Linked DNA regions of Acanthopagrus latus: region 1 is linked to region 2. A link is a contact called in public Hi-C data. All regions are on one chromosome and are shown on one strand. The core of a region is the stretch at or near the end of the contact, and the rest is flanking DNA. Distances in the headings are between cores, read along the strand shown.

Region 1 (2,700 bases), core at 115-2,614, 190 kb before region 2:
GAGTAGAAGTTCTCAGGAGAAAAGACAGAAGCACCTGAAGGAGGACGAGGTTTAGTTTGTACATGGTGCTGGGAAAATATGACAAGAAACTTTAGTGTGACTTCATCTCAACACAATCGCTGCTACATCAGTGAATCATGGCTTTAGCAACACTTGAATCATAAACTCTGTGGTTTTTAAAATCCTAACCACGGCTGACTCACCTGTTTCCAAACCGCAGGTGTTACAAGGTGCATAAATGTTCAGTGTTATATGAGAGAAGAAATCTGAAAATACCACAATAAAACGTCAAAGTGATGACAATAAAGATGTAACAAAGAGACGGTGTAATCCCTTCACTTTCTCATCCATTTTAGTGCTTCATGTCTCCTTCCTGTGCATTTGATATCTGGAAACATTTAAATAGCAGCTAATGTTTAAAAAAATCAGTGTATATCACTTTAGAGTAAGTTACCATTACTTGATTCACTGTTTAAACATTTAAAATTTCCCACAGCCAAAAGTGACGTCTTTAAATGCTTCTGTTGTCCAACGAACAGTCCAAAAGCCAAAATCTCTTCAGACCTACCAGACCTGCAAAAACCAACTATAATAAAGACATAACTACATAAATAAATGAATTAAAGAAATAAAAATCTTATTATTTTACATTTAATAAATGAATTAATACCTGCGTTTTATGGCGCAAATAAATGCTCACTTTTAAGAAACTGAAACCAGGAAATATTTGACTTTTTTGCTTAAAAAAATTAATCGATGATCAACAAACTTAGTAAATAATTATCTTTTATTTAAATCTTTAATATTTATCCGCATACACTGATTCTTAAAACATGGAGGGACGTCGTCCTGATCTCAGAGTTGCCTCCTGTCGTCCCCAGCTCAAACTTCCCTCTCTGACACATCTCTCATCTCTCTAAATCTCCTCCTGTGATTGGCTCAGTTGCAGTAATGAATTGCTTTTACCTGGACGCACTTTGTGAGCAGCGTGCCACATACTCTCTACCTGCAGTGCACTTCCTGTGTGCTGCAGCTGACTGACCTGGCTCTGCTGGCTGCTATCCTCTGGCTGCAGTTACCATGAGGGTGGCGGTAGTGGGGGAGCTGGTAGTATCTGTCCTGGCCGGGGGCCTCGTCGGCAGGCAGGGCCTTAGGGCTGGCTGCGTAGATAGTGCATCCCATGAACACCTCCTGGAAGTCACCCTTAGTGTCCTACAGCGAGCGGAGGAGAGCCGTCCTCAAGGTATGCGTCCTCTGAGCGGCCTGTCCTGTCCTGATGCCAGCCAGCTGCTCTGTGGAAAAGCCATTGGCTCAGCACATTGCTATCTTAACCCCTCCTTCCCATCTGAATCTCTCCTCCAGCCAACCTCGCTCTCCCTCTTCCTCTCCCTCTCCCTCTCCCTCTCCCTCTCTCTCTGGCCCTCCTCCCTCTGCAGAGCACAGAGGATAATCAGATTTCACATTTACACTCAACAAAATCATCCCTGGCGTAATCAGTCGCTGTCACTGATGTTGCATTATGCTAATGCACAGAGCGTAGACTCAGTTCAGGAGCATTAGGGGCAGTTAAAAATATCCCCACTGACTGATAGAAGTGAATGTCACAGCAGAGGCAGATAAAGTGTGTGTGAGAGCTGCTGACAGCTGCTCAGGCTGCAACTGGGATGTTAAAGGTGCATTATGTAGTTTTAGGGAGAAGAGAAAATGATTCAGTCACTGATTTTCATGACGCAAAAACTGATGTTGCAAACACAGTTTATACTGTTTTGTTTTATTAATGTTAGCAGGACACCTTTTAACATTAAACAGTGTTCTGAAGTTATGAAGTTATTCATTTATGTTTGTGTAATTTGGTGTTAACTTTGTTTTCACTTTTGATCATGTCAGTGGAAAAACCTTCAACAAATTTCATATATAAGATGAACTGATAATTAATTGTTAAGACTGCAGACTATCAATTTAAGAAATTTCACTCAATCATCATTACAGTAACTCTTTAGTCGATCAGTATTAAAAGAAGGTAAACCACAACTTTCTGAGCCTGGGGTGATTTTGAAATTGCTTAATATGTTTGATCAACAGTCCAAAAAACTCAAAGATAGTTAGTGTTCAGTTAAACAGAGCTGAAAAAAGCAGCAAAGCTTCACATTTAAGAAGCTCCTGCCTGCAAATGTTTGACACTTCAGCAAAAATATTGACCTAAAAAAAAAACAAAAAAACAAACAAACTCAGACATGACTAAAATACTCTGTGTTGAATAATAATAAGACTGGTAGAGTTTCTGCATACATGCAGGCAATCATAAATCATAAGCTACCTCAAAATTAGATGTACTTTAACATCAGGACTGGTACGCACGTCAGTCTCAGATGTAAAGGCACCCTGTGGCGTTTTGACCTTGAGTAGTGCAGTTTGTGAAAGATAATGGTTTTATATTCCAGCTGATTGACAGATGGTGGCAACATGCTGCAATGCAGCAGCAAAAGTGGGATAGAAGACTGCAAGCAGGTAAGCAGGGATGTAAAGAGTGCTGGATTTAAGATGATGAGGGAAGAACTGCACCCAACATGTTTGTTTGACTTCAAAGATATTAGAATGTAATTACAACCTTTATTCTGAAGAGAAGAAAACTCCACAGGGTCGATTGTAACATGAGCAAAGCTTCAGTTGAGCATGTACAGTGTCTGTATTCTAATATGT
Region 2 (2,715 bases), core at 143-2,642:
GTTATTATTCATAAATCTTTCAGGTGCCGGGTTATCTACATGAGTTTTTTATAGGCCAACACCAATTGTAGTTATCAAGGGAAGACTGAAAACTGGTATTTGTGACAGAAATTTAAATTCTTTGCACCAAAATTTCTAACAACCATTGATGAAAGAAAGCTTAGTACAATTTACTTTTGTGCTGTTCTTAAGAACAATTTGGATTTTACTTGAGTATTTCCATGTTCTGCTACTTTATACTTTCTCCCCTCTGCATGTATTTAACAAAAGGAGTTACAAGTTAATTTCCAGTTTCAGATTATTCACCATTTACAGGCTACTGATTGTGAAGCGTTACCATCAGATATTGTGTGAGAGAATGTTGCATTAGAGCAGCACAAATATTGAATTCGTTTGATGATGTCCATGTGCTTCTGTGAGATTACATGTTGTTAAAAACATGTCACATTGTATTCAGGCTGTCCTCTTATTGAAAGCTGCTCAAATGTCTACTGTTCAAAATGCATTTTTAAATCGTGATCTAGACATTCATGCGACACAAACGACACAGATTAGAAGTAGTTACATCACTCAGGATGTCACCTTTAAACAGAAAAGTAATAAAGTCTAACATGATGGGAAAATAATCCATTATATGTTGTTTGTTTGTTTGTTTGTTTGTATCTCTCAAGTGGTGCTAGTTGTACCTGACCACCACTTGCAGACATTTAAAGACGCTGATGTCCTTCTGGGAGATCACAGGCTGAGTCAAAGATTTTAAGTTACCTAGCCTCACAACTTATTACGCAAATCAAGATTAAAACACAATCTGATATTTGACGTGACACACATACACATAAAGTGCGTCACTCAGGATGTGTCACCTTGACACGTTAGAGAATCATATCATTGGTTTGCAGTTATCTAATACACCTGTCAGAGTGTCTACCTGTCACTGTGACAGCTTGATACCAAACTTCATTAGCCTGTGGGTTGCTCTGTCACAGGAAAGCGGTGTATTTGACAAACACTCATAACCTTAACTGACATTATTAATATTTTAAGAAGTAGACATAATGGAGAGCTTGAACACAGTACGGTATGTTACTTCCAAGCTAGCGGCTTGTATTTGGCAGACTTGTGCATGGTCACGTTAGCATGTTGGCCGACAGTTCGTCACTTCAGTCTCACTCAACTCGCGTCAACATTTCTTACTGGACGATGTCTTCACACGCCTCCAGCCCGAACTTATGGTGCAGCTGGTCCACACACCACTGCAGCAAAGCCTCCGACATTTTGCCGAAGGACAGACTTCACAATCGGAGCTCGAAGCTAAGATGCGCCGGTGTGTCGTGTCAAACCAAAACTGACCGTGTTTCCAGTCGGTGACATAACAAAGGCGCGCACACAGTGACGGCGTAGTAGCAGAGAATCCCGTCCTGAAACATGCCGTGCTGTAATTAAGGTTCCGCTCAGGGAGCTGACGTTCGAGACACTTGCACACGATAAAGTCTCTTATCAGTGTATTTTTATTACAAGGTTTTGTAATGCAGTGAAACACAGAGTCAACACATTTCAGATGTATTCAAAATAAAATAATCAAAAGGAGAGCAGCTCTCAAAAGAGAAATATGAAACCAGGATAAGTTTTATCCTGAAAACCAAGTATCTGAATAGTTGCCGTTAGATTTCCCATCAAGAGAATAACAGATTAACCAATTTATCATTTTCATTTAATGTTTAGTAGTGTCATTTATAACTAAACATAATATTCCATAAGTTGTTCATATATTTATGTGCAACAAAAAAAAATCTTAGCTTATCTATCTCTCATGTTCACATTATCGGATATAACTATGTGTATTCTAATATCCAACATTCATTCTTCACTTAATCTGTATTTTGTGTAAATATTGTGAAGTGTGCCAGTAGGAGAATGTGGAGAAAACAGAGGTATACTAACAAAACACGATTGTCACAGCCGTTCAGTATGCTGTCACATTGTTACATAGAAAAAATCATTTATTTGTGAACTTGTTGACTCGATGAGAACAAAAACATCATACATTGAAATTAAGTGATGTAAAAAAAACAGAGTTGACCTCATGGTAACCCTTAAGTTATCACAAAATGATGAAAAATGAGTGAGGAACAATCAGTCAAACTAAGTGACTACATTGTTAAACTGAGGTGTTCAGTTAAGCTTTAGACAATAATCAATAATAATTTGTTTTAATATATAGGTGATTTACATCATCACAACTGGATATATGAGTATTCTTGTGATAGAACTGATACATTTCAACATACAGTGGTTGTTAAGCTTTATGTTTTTACAATTTAGAGAAGATCTTCTAAGATACAGTTTACAGAACAACAATACAGAGGAAACATCACATAACAAACGACTACATGTTTTGTGGTATTAGTCATAAGCCACTTTAAAAATCAAAGGCAAGAGCTGGTCATTTTCACAGCTTAGAATCAAAACGTTGCCAGAATCAAACGTTGGCAGTGTAACATTTCTGAAAACATCAGATACATTACATTTGTACTTTTCATATGTATCACATCAACATTTTTTTCTTTCGTGTCAGGAGAGTGATGAGATCACAGTTGGGCGAGACGGCTGCGAGATGAGAAACCGCAATGTGAGGAAACCACTGGAGACTTTTTTTTTTTTTTTGCCATTTGCAGCTAAAAACTGAGTATGTTTTAACCAAAACACAAAATAAAA

The links. A called contact is a pair of places that touch in the nucleus more often than the background predicts.
Region 1: a contact with region 2 is called in a Hi-C map of muscle, with 4 times the contacts expected there. The contact joins the promoter of gramd2aa here to the promoter of trip4 in region 2. A contact is called at or near these places in 4 of 4 Hi-C or Micro-C datasets (liver and muscle).

Annotation. Positions count from the first base shown.
Region 1 is chr4:6,003,293-6,005,992 of fAcaLat1.1, reverse strand. gramd2aa (GRAM domain-containing protein 2A) reads right to left here and starts at 1,364. Exons shown (of 12, transcript XM_037096440.1): 1 at 1,043-1,364. The coding sequence starts at 1,182.
Region 2 is chr4:5,815,255-5,817,969 of fAcaLat1.1, reverse strand. trip4 (activating signal cointegrator 1) reads right to left here and starts at 1,392. Exons shown (of 13, transcript XM_037096255.1): 1 at 1,195-1,392. The coding sequence starts at 1,274. LOC119018796 (neuronal acetylcholine receptor subunit alpha-7-like) reads right to left here. Exons shown (of 10, transcript XM_037096770.1): 10 at 1,970-2,715.